Regions from separate parts of the Oryzias latipes genome. Here region 2 is linked to region 1. The links are chromatin contacts, called in public Hi-C maps. All regions are on one chromosome and are shown on one strand. The core of a region is the stretch at or near the end of the contact, and the rest is flanking DNA. Distances in the headings are between cores, read along the strand shown.

Region 1 (5,661 bases), core at 2,283-4,782:
AACAACACGTAAGAATCAACAATCATGTCTGTCTTCCCTCCATGCCAGGGCTTCACAAACATATATACACACAGATGTCCAGACATACATGAGACTGCATGCATTTCCATTTGAATGAGCACAGGAAACTTGGTGAGAGGCCGAGCTGGTAACAGTGGAGCTGTGCCTCCCCTCTGTTTACTAAAGCAGAAGAGTGCACCACTTTTGCTAATGGATTCTGCTTCTCTTGGGCTACTGCCATCAACATAATCTTTAAGACACTTGCAAAGTGCCTCACTGAGATGAATGCTTACATTCCTTCAAAGATAACACCGGAAAAGTGTTCCTCTGATGGCATTGGCGCACAGATGGTTAGGGTGGGTGAAACAAAACAGAGTTAAACAGCAAGGTCTGTATTTGAAAGCAAAGTGTTTCATTTGGGGGCATTTAAATCAGAAAAAATACAGTTTTGTTTTATAGCCTTTGTACTGTACCCATAACTTCTTGCTATATGTCTGACCTACTTCCCTTTTCTTTAGTCTAAGGCCAACATAAAAGGGTCAAACGTGAGCAATGACTTGCTGTGAGGTAGTGCAAAGCTCTTAGAGAAATCTATACAAATATTTAGTTTTTCCGCTAGTTCCACAATTTATTTTTTAAAAAGAAGAGTAAGGATTTTGTTAGTCCTGAAAAGTGTTGTCATGAGAATAAAAAAAACAAAACAGCAACCAATCTCTTTTAGAAACAGCCTAAAACATCCCCACTGTGTGGCCCCATGGCAAATCCAACTCCTCTGCTCTCTGTCTGTGCTACTTGCCTTGCTGTGTCTTCTTGCTGCGTTTTGATGTGTCTGCTGTGTCTGTTATCTCTCCTTTCTTTCTCATGCTTCATGGTCTCTTCTAGGAAAAAGTACAGCTTCAGGTCAGTATTATTCAATCCCGGAAAAACCTCACTCACCCTTTTGTTTAGTCCCTCTGTGTGTGCAAACCCTCCAACCCACATCTGACCAAGCTCCTACTGTTCCTGCAACTATTTACTTTATTGTTGATGAATCAAATGAAAAGTAGAGGGACTGCGGGCAGAATTTAAGGCTGCTTGTTTACTTTTCTCATTGTGGTTTTCTCACACCATTCTGGGAGCCTGGAGGAGGGATGAGAGTGTACTTGGAAAGCGAACCCCAGTGTTTGTTTCCGTTTTGCTCCAAGCGTTGGAATGATAGTAATATGATGGAAACAACAATGCAGCTGTAGTCTACGCACATTCTCTAAACTCATGGAGGTATGCACATCTTAGCTAAAATATAATTGCAAATCTTAAAACCTTTAAGATCTGCAAGAAATTATAGATTCTTTTCTCTGTGAATTACCAGATTAGTTATTGTCAAGAAAGAAAAATGCATGCAAAAACTGGTTTTAACAGCCATTAGCCATATTATTGGATGAGGTGTTCAATTACTCTATGGAGACATGTTAAGACATGAACAGCCACATACATTGAGAGCTAATTGTTATGAGTAAGCAAGTGACCTGTATGTTTGCATCTACGACGTAAAACTCCAGATCTGGGAAAGACATGAAGGAAGAAAATTCCATGACAGTCAGGTCATATCCCAGTTTCAATTCAAAGCATATATAGTCATTTGTTTACACTTTATCTCACAAGTTTGGTGCATTTGTTTAATAGAAAAAGTAATTTCATACTGAAGCAATGAAAAGTGATTTACCTATTGCACTTCTTTTATTTAAACTTTCCATTAGGGCTGCACATTGGTGTAGTGATTAGCACCCTCCCCTTTATAGAGAGAAGGTGCTACTGTGGATCCTGGCTGGGTCCTTTCTGTGTGGAGTTTGTGTGTTCTCCACGTGCATGCGTGGGCTTTCTCCGGACACTCCGGCTTCCTCCCACAGATGAAAAACATGCACTGTAGGTCAATTGATGACTATAAATTGTCCCTTGATGTGTATGTGAGTGTGTGACCCTGCCATGGATTGGGCAACCATATGGAATATTCCCAGCATTTGCAGTCGCTGGGAAAGGCTCCAGCAACCCTGTGATTTCCCCAAAAGGGATTAAGCACTGGTCGTGCTTAATTCATTGTTGTATCGTTAGCAGAAATGTAAGAGTGTTTAATCAAAGAATGTCCTCCTTGTCGTAAGTTGTGTTCATCACTGACTCTCCTGCTCTACATCTTCTTGCTTCACAGAGAAGGGGACTGGTGGCTCGCTCGCTCGCTGACAACAGGAGAAAGTGGTTACATCCCCAGCAACTATGTGGCTCCCTCAGATTCCATCCAAGCAGAAGAGTACATTATCTTTAGTTTAGCCCATTTATTTATTCACGTTTTCAATGCAAGTCTTGGCAATTGCTGCTCTGGTAACTTAGTGCAGGTATATGTGTGTGCATCCATCCAGCAATGGGTGTGGAAGTTCTTGGATAGGTGTTTTAATGCATGCATAGCCCTGAGGTGTGCTTCAGCAGCTCAGCAGGAGCTTCCCTCTGATCACTTCCTTTCTTCGGCAGGTGGTATTTCGGGAAGATCACTCGGCGTGACTCAGAGAGGCTCCTTCTGAACCTTCAGAACAGACGAGGAACCTTCCTGGTGCGGGAGAGCGAGACCACTAAAGGTGAGCGAACAGATGTTTAACCCCTTCCCACCTCACGTCACTAATTTGCAGCCTTAACTTAACTTAGTTTGGCATCAGATTTAATGAAAAGGCATTTGAGAAATGTTTAATTATATAATTAGAAATAAACTCAGGCATGATGGGGTTAAGGCAAGACACATCAACTAATGGACACCACATTGCAAGGAGAAAACTTGTTAAAAGGTCCCACGTATCATTCTAACTGCTGACTACATGAAGCTGTGAGAAAGCCACATGGGGAAAAAGGCACTTTTGGTCAAGTTCTAAGAATATGTTTGAATAAAGCATAAAATGACTTTTCTTAAATTTGGGACCTATGGTTGGGCAACCTTTCAGAATAAAGGGATTAAGTTACTGTTTTGATTTACGGTAGATCATATTTTTGTCTATAAATTTGGCTTAAGTGATGCATTTATCAAAGATAGCAGAATAAAGATTTTATAAATTGCACTAAAATTACCACTAACGATTTATTGATCCTAGCTTGTATGGGGGAAACAGATTGTCATTAAATAACTGCATTAGTTTTGAATGTTTTTACATTAATGACCCAAAAAAAACACAAACGAGTTGATAGTCTCTTGATTCTCTGAGTCTATATAGAGAAATAGACATGATTTTTGCTATAAAAACAGAATAATCTTCAAGGACTATATTACAAAGAGGCTGAGCCTTTTAATAAAGCCATGCTCTTTCATGCCTCTAGTGCTGTAGCTTTACTGCCTGAGATCTGAAACAGTTTTGCATCATTTTCTGTTGTCAGATTTACTCATTGTGACCCATGTGGGCTCTTTAGGAGGTTGTTTTGTGGGCAAGATTACTTGCGAACGGTGTGGGTTGGATTTGCAAATGAACAGGGGTGAATTGCTGCACCGGAACTAGGTCAGCCTTGGAGGGTGCTGTTCCCCCCCCAGCTATAACTCAGTGTTCCCATGCTCACACACTGAGAAGAGCAGTGGAAAGACGACAAGGAAGGGTAGAACTGTAAAGGGGAAATCTACAAGAAAGGAGGCGAATCAGGGGAGCAAGAGGAGCTTGAGCGGGAGTGGATTTTGTATTCAGTTTGACTGTTGGGTTCACAGTTTTTCACAAATGAGCGCCAACTTGCAATGACATGTTGCATAGTGTGCAAATGATCTTAGATTACAGCAGGGAAGTGATACGTTTGGCTCATGCTGCAAACACAAATGCTGCAAGTGACATTTGTTAAATGTGATTATGCCACTTAATCTTGCCTGCATAAACAAAGAAAAAAACTGCTGTGATTTGCTCAGCTCTTGCAGGTGAATCCATGCACAGCGCAAAACAATCTCAGCCGAAAAAAAAGCAAAAATGGTTTGCCTTTGATCATGGAAGGCTGAGGGGTTTAGCTGTCAAAGGATTGCTGTTTTAATACATGATGCACATGTGGTGAATTTAAGGTGCATCCTTTTCTTGCCCCAAATTTTTCCTTTCTACATAAGAAGCAGAGTGAGTGTCAGTCAGCGAAAGCTCCAGATCAAACAGTGGATTTCTTCGCTGTGGAGCTGAGCTTTGTTAAGGCAATTTTCTCTTCACTTCCTAAATCCGTTTGATTGCTGTCACAAATGAAAGATCTTACATTTGTTTCTTTGTTTGCCATGAATTGCTCCAACCTAAATGTGGATTTGGGACATTATCTGTAGAGATTGAATAATTTTCACTTGTCATTAAGAATGGGAAACTCACTTGCATGATGGTAAATGATGTGGCTGGTAAATCAATAATGCTGGAGAACTAACTTAGTGTCACAAAGCAATGTTTTTTTGCAAAGCTTCTTTCAAACGTCTGGAAACAGCTTGCTGAACTTTATGCTTTTATAGTTGAGCCAAAGGTTCATCTAATAGTCAGATCTGGAATGCAGTAATTGATCATCTTCTCCACTTACTGTATTGTCAAAGAAACAAACTATCACAATCATTTCTACGGCTAAAGCTAATTTTTGGAAAACCGTATAGCTAAATGGCCAAAAATGTGATATTATTTTTTTGCTTAATTCTTTGTCTTTTTTTTATAGATTTTTTTGTTTGTTCTCCGTTGTGAAATCTGTATAATAATTTTTTTTCATTTTGCGCTCAATCAAATGTATTTTTTGTCTGAGAACGAATCTTTCTGAAGTCGTCCTTAGCCGAGGATCACTCGTCTTTACTAGAACCCTAACAAAGGGAAGGATTTGTAATAACGCGTAGTTCTGCTATGTCTGCTTGACTCAGAGAAACCGGATCATATGTTGAGTTAAGGGGACTTTCCTTCTGCCACATTGGTTCCATGTGATACAGACTGAAATAAGAAGTTAGATATTATGTCGTATTTTCTATAGTAAACATTTGCTTTCTTATTTATTGTAGTAATCAGGACTACACTACGTTTTAATGCTGCAGCTTGCTTAAACAAATACTTCAAAAATAAAAGTTTTCTTAATGTCATTGTTTTATAAAAACTCTAAGAAAGAGAAAGGGCAGCTCATGTTTACACATTGTGTCTAAAGAGAGGATTTTATGTCTGAGAACTAGCTTCCTAAATTCGTTTTAATTCTTTTTTTTGTGGTGAAATTTCCAAAGGTGAAGGACAGGAACCAAGACACTTGAAGCTTGAAGGCACAGCTGCTCGGAAACTCCGCAGAGCAGCTGTCAGAGAGGCCCCAAGCTTTTCTTGTTTTAACTTCTGTCTGCTCTTCTGTTTGCTCACAGGGGCTTATTGTCTGTCTGTGCTGGATTATGACAACGCCAAAGGCCTGAATGTGAAGCATTACAAGATCAGGAAACTGGATAGCGGCGGTTTCTACATTACCTCCCGTACCCAGTTCACAAGCCTGCAGCAACTAGTCTTCCACTACCGCAGTGAGTACTCGAACAGTGCGGGCGATCCTGCTTCTACAATGCTGCCACCTTATTCTCTGTTGTTGTCCACCTTCAGAGCACTCTGATGGCCTTTGCCACGCCCTTACAGACGTCTGTCCAGTGGCCAAACCTCAGACGCAGGGACTCGCTAGGGATGCCTGGGAAATTCCTCGAGAGTC
Region 2 (6,028 bases), core at 1,376-3,875, 34 kb after region 1:
AATGGCAGGGACACAGGTTTTCTTCAAAATATATTTCTTCTGGTTTTTTCCACTGCTGATGAACACCTTAAAAAGTCAAGGTGTGTGGCAAAGCATGTTATGTAACGATTGGAGCTAGCAACAATAGGCCCTCACAACATGAATCTCAGCAACACCCCCCTTTCTTTGACTACTGTACTGCCATGACCCACTGCTGTTCAAAGTGGATACGTTTATGTAACAACAACAAAAAGCCTCTTTACGAAAGTCTTCGCAGAAATAAAATTCACTGTTGACGTTTTCCAACAGTCTCCTTAAATAAATGATCAAAATTCAAAACTGCTGTCTGTGAACTTAGAACCCTATTTCAAAAACAAAACAAACCAAAAAAATGTCAAAACTGTAAATGCAACTTTACTGACGCAGCGGTGGACTAAAGGGCTGCTCAAGATTAAAACAATAATCCAAGTGACAAATGCATGCAGGTAGACCTGAAAAGTTAAAGCAAGTTAAATCACGTCTTCATCTCAAACATGTGGGTCTTAAAAGTGTCTGTTTGCATTCCAGATTTACCAAGACATTTTCAGCCTCAAGCCCAATGATTCAGTCAAAGCACATTGTAAACTTTTGTATTTTAACATTGATTTTAGTGGAAGATGACTTTTTATAGATGATTTTGGGTAAAGGTGTGTTTTCTTTTCCCACACAAAAGGATAGAGAAAATAATGCCAAAAAATATACATATATAATCATCTCGTATCTCCTGATGCTGCCATTTTCTGTTTTCTAGGCTGTTTGAAGCTCTGAAGAACTTCTGGTGCTTTTAAGGACCCGACTCAGAAGGAAAGTGTTAAGGCAGACTGACAATTGGCACAAACCTCTTAAAAAAGGAATATAAACAAGACGATGCCTTTCAAATGTGTCATAGAAAACATAGTCACTCAGCCAAGTTGCACTGACCATTGACTTTGTGTGTATGTGTGTAGTTCTGAATGTGTGTGGGGGCTCTGGTCAGCCCACCCGTTGTAGACGTGCTGCCAACTCTTACTTGGCTCTAACTTTGAAACTGTTCTCTGCCCCCACGGCGGTCAACAGTGTCAACAGTTCCTCCAGACCACATGTGAACGCTGTGCCTATGAATCATCGTGACTGGAGCGTCTGTGTGCGCATTAGCCTTTCTAATGATGTGTTACACAGGTTTGTGCAGTCTTGGGCAGCTGTAGACCACTTTTCCTCACGGTATAGTCGCCTACATTCAGCTTCAGTCACACAGAAAAATCACATTCTACTATTGTGTTTCACAGCCTTCCACACGGTGGTGTCATTCCTTGTTCTTAGCCAGCCGCCTCATTCCAGATGATGTTATGAAAAGCATTGCAATGCATGAAAACATGAACTGAATCGAATGTAATGAAGGAGAAAAAAAGAAAAACAAAGCAAGAGGCAACACAAAATTGACCAAAGAATTCAAATGGTCCTGAACTTACAAAAGCTTCAGCTTACTGAAAACATTTTTGTTGGTGTTTTTGATATCTGTCATAAAATGCTGTACATGTAAAAATGTGCAAAAAAAACATGATTTTGGTGTTTTTAACAGTTTCTTGTGGCATTTTTACTTATGATGGAGGACATATATATATAAAAAAATTACACTCAAAATTGCAATTCTGAGTATTTCTTTGCTCAAATTGTGAATTAGGAGCAGATGAAAAATTCTGTTTGAGAAAGAACATACTTGTGAAATAAAAAACACGCCTCATCAAAAACCCACCTCCAAATTCTATGCAGGGTTTCTCCACTCATGAGTGGCAGAAACAATGCCATGCGTATTTCCAGTGAATTCCTGCTGCTCTACAGAAACTATGTCCTAGAAAAAAACATTTTTTGGCTAAAAACGGTATAATCATAATTAAAATACCACTAGGAAGACTTTTGAAATAGATCAAAAGATGGTACTGGGGCTTTTAAGCCTTTACAATATTTTTCTTTTATTGTTTTCCACCTCTTTGCAGATGTAGCCTGCCATCCAAAGTTAGGAATAAAGGGTAAATTAAATTCAAGGTTGCGCGATCGGCAAGTTATCTGGGAAAAAAAAATCCTCAGAAGATGAATGTTTTTGACATGCAAGCTAAAGTATTAACAGCACAAATCCAGGTGTTACCTGAATGTACACAGCGCCTACCAGCCAGCTCAAGTACACACAACGTAAGTCTGGAAGCACATTCCTCTCCACACCACAAAGCCACATGTCCCAAATGAGCGTCTGCTGAACATACAGAGAGCAAACGGGCATCAATCTTCAAGTTGAAGTAAACAATTCCATTTCCAAGTAACTGCAGTAAATAACTGATTTAAAGTTTTTTTTTTTTTTTTTTTTTTTTGCTGCTGTGCTGAGGCAGGAATCTGGGACAAATGTCTAAAATCTGATGTCCAGAAATTAATCACAAGATACTCCAATCGAAAGGTCTATGAAGAATATGTTTTCTAGCATATATTGCAGCATTGTGTCTGCAGTGTTAACTCCTTCTCGCTGCCCTTTTGCACCTTGCTCACCCCCCCCTCCCCTTTTTTCCCCTCTACCCTCCACATGCACACAAACTAAAACTTTCTCTGTCTTACACCCTCCCTCCATCCCTCTTTCTGCTCCCTCCTTCTCAACTCTGAAGTAGAAGAGCCAGACAGGAGCAAGCACACACAATATCCGCCTGCTCCCATGCATGCATGCACACACATTGAGAGCAGCAGGAAGGGAGAACATCCGTGTGGAGAAGTCTCAGTTGAGGATTTTTATTTCCTTTTTTTCTATTATTATTATTATTATTTTAATTAATCATGAAGGCAAATAATTGCAGGTAGAGGAGAGGAGAATTTCCATCAGGACGAAGTGGAGCTTTTTTTCTTTTAAGGAATTACTGGACTCTTCGTGGATGAGTTCTTGTCATGGTGTGATCATATTTTGATTTAAAGCATCCCTGTGATTTGGACAGCTTTGTGTAAATGATGTCTGTGGAAGCAGGAACCATGTCAAACAGCTGTTTCACTGGCCTGTTAAGAGGGGTCTGGTTGCTCTGGCAAGGTAAGTCCAGATACAAAATCCTTTCAAGCGAGCTACTCATAGTTTTGATAGAACTGTTGGATTCTGAAATATCAATTTGAAAATTTAATTAACTTACATCAGTGGACTTAAAGTGTTTATACTATGAAAACAACCAGATAAACGCCCTTTCATGTCCAAAACCCGCCAAACACCCACAGATCCACATTTTCTGGAGAACACGTCAGGAAAAGTGGCATGCAGGGAAGGATTATTGGCCACAAACTCATAATTACAAGGAAGTCATTATGTAATTTGTCATAATTTGAATTATTTGCAGAGTTCAATTTAAGGATCATCATTTAAAAAATAAAAGCTCAACTAATGCTGACATGAGGCTTATGAATAGTTGGTCTGTGTTCCCTCTTTAGTCCTGTGTCTTCAAGGCTCTGTCAGGTCTGTTTGCATGAGGGGGGAGCCTTAAAAAAGAGCTCTGCCTGATGCCTTCAAACAATAGTTCTCTGGGAGCAGGGGAGCGTGGCCCTGGAACTAATGTCGCTATTATGTTAATAGTAAGAATAACAGAAGACAGTCATTACTGACACAAACCTGGGCTTCTGAGCTGAACGTCCAGCTGCCACAGCCTCCCTCATGGAAGGCTGGATTCTTGAAGGCCAGGAGACGAACAGTGAGGCAGCATTTGTCTGCTTCCAATCATCAGGTCGGCACCACTTTGCCGCCTCCATCCCTCACAGCTGCATGCTATACTGTTCCTTCATTCATGTCTTAACTTCACCTGAGGAGACAGGTGAGTTGATGACTATGAGTAAGATCAGGCACAGCAGTGCAAAAACTGATTTACAGTTCAATGGACATTTTTTAACTAAACAGATTTCAGCAAATTTTTCAGAAAATGGTGGTTTCAAAATCCTGGAGTTAAACTTTTCCAGGGTTTTAAAATACCGTACATAAAAAAATATTTTGCATTTCTATCCATCCATCCATCCATCCATCCATCCACTTTTTTAACCTGCTGTATCCCTTTCAAGGTGCCAGAGCCTAACCTGGCCACTGTTGGACAAAGGTGGGGTTCACACTGGATGGGTTGCCAGCCTGCATTGTTACCTTTCTGTTCAAAAAAATCTTCATTTCTAATGTAGGTCTGAGCTGAGTGAGAGAATAATCCAGCTCTTATCATACCAGTCCCAACACACATCCAGAACCACATTCAGTCTGAGCTAAGATGATTTTGGTATAATCCTGGATCCAAAACATCAGCAGACCATCAACTTCTCTTGTCTGAATGTTACCGCCTCAAATAAACCTCATTAGTTGTCAGATTCAGAGATTTTTTTCCCTGAAACAGTTGAACGCGTGGAGATAAGAATGGAGTGAGTGGATGTGTTGGCAGTTCTTATGTACTGTAGCCTTGGGAGCAAGATTCAGAACTTGTGAACGGTGGTGGAACGGGCAGCGGGGACTGCTGGGCACAGATCTCTTGTCTAAATAAACAAGGCCACTGGATTAAGCAGCTGATACCCTCTGATGAAAAGACAACAGTGGTGTTCTTTTCTTTGGGACAGCTCTGGTCTGGAAGAGGTAAATGCAGAAGTTCAGGTTAGAATAACAAAAACTAACCCTCTGTTCCTTAAATCATCCTGACCTTCATCTGAATGTGGCGACAAGGGTGGAGGAGAGAGAAAATAGGGGCGGTCACTGCACAATGAAATTTATTTTCGATGTCCTTTTCCTCTCAGTTTATGAGAGTTCTGAGCCGAAACACATTATGTAAAGTTGTTATAAAATGAATAATGCTTTAAGACCTCCTAACTAATAATGTTTTCTATTTTGGCCTGTTAACCATCACTGTAAGACAAAGACAAGGAGATGCATGTCTGCAGCTCTGACGTTCATTTTGCAAATATAATCATTAGTCACTTCAGTTAAAATTTTCGAAAAATGTGCCATCAAATGTCATGGAATAATAAGGTGGGTTCACGGTGGCATTAACTTCATTATTTTACAATAGTCCAGTTGCCAGAATCAAAAGTTGGCTCTGATTATTTTGACAAAGCACTGCAACCTGTAATCTGAACCAAAGCAGCCTGGTCTCACTCTTAAACTGACACTATCAGGGCCGTACAGGGTTGGGAAAGATAACGTTTAAAACAAAGCAGGGCGTTTTCCAATCTTAAGTCATCTTATTGCCGAAACCAGACAGCAAATTAGAAAGAAGAAAAAAAAAGTACGAATTAGCTAGTCAGGGTGATTTTCAAACCTCTGACAGGGAAGATGCTCATGCTAATTTTTGCTGCTGTTACATTACACAGTCACATGCATTTGCAGCAGCTGTCTTTATTTCCATCAATTCTGGGGGTTTTTCATAGCGTAAACACTTTTCATCAGTGTATCTGCGTAAATGTGTCTGGATTGCGCTCTGAATCAGTCAACAATATAAATGAAGGGTCAAAGCAAAGAATTAGCTAATTATCTCAAGTTTAGTGCCCCAATGCTGTATGTTCCCTCAAGGTTTTTTGTATTTCTTCATTTTTTGGAATTAGAGTCAAAGCCTATAACATTCATAAACAGCAACTCAACTTTATAAGTAGAGCTAATTGATTTGAACGGAGTCTTTTGAGTCAAATCAATACATGTGTTTTGTAAATTTAAATATTTTTGAGTAAATTTGCAGATACTTTGGTGTGAAAATTGGTTTTCAACCCAAATTTCTTTATTAGTAGTTATTTAATTAGTTTGTGACATTCTTGTCTTTAGGTCACGATATCAGCTAACTACTTTAGCTGTATAAAAAAATACCATTCAGTGGCCATAAGATGTGACGCCTCAACTGAAATATAAATCCAAATGTGCACCTCACAAATATCATTCCAGTGGGAGGCCATTTGACCCTCCTCGTCATGTTATATTCTGACTAACTCTATTCGCCTCATCAAGCCCTGACACACACCGGAGAACTAAATAAAGATCAAAGACAGAAAAGTGCAGGAGACAACC

The links. A called contact is a pair of places that touch in the nucleus more often than the background predicts.
Region 2: a contact with region 1 is called in a Hi-C map of embryo, with 1.6 times the contacts expected there. The contact joins the promoter of LOC101166122 here to the enhancer-like site in region 1. A contact is called at or near these places in 4 of 5 Hi-C or Micro-C datasets (embryo, fibroblasts and gastrula embryo).

What each region holds. Positions count from the first base shown.
Region 1 is chr5:13,753,554-13,759,214 of ASM223467v1, forward strand. It overlaps src (proto-oncogene tyrosine-protein kinase Src), which reads left to right. Exons shown (of 13, transcript XM_011474984.3): 3 at 1-8; 4 at 883-900; 5 at 2,183-2,281; 6 at 2,500-2,603; 7 at 5,333-5,482; 8 at 5,559-5,661. Among protein-coding and RNA genes, the nearest start is that of src, 17 kb to the left of the region's middle. Within about 2 kb of position 3,533, at least 2 of the 8 cell types and tissues checked have an H3K27ac peak or open chromatin away from gene starts, as enhancers often do. A contact at or near this core is called in embryo and gastrula embryo, where this site is marked.
Region 2 is chr5:13,788,152-13,794,179 of ASM223467v1, forward strand. LOC101166122 (protein APCDD1-like) reads left to right here and starts at 2,626. Exons shown (of 4, transcript XM_011474985.3): 1 at 2,626-3,055. The coding sequence starts at 2,977.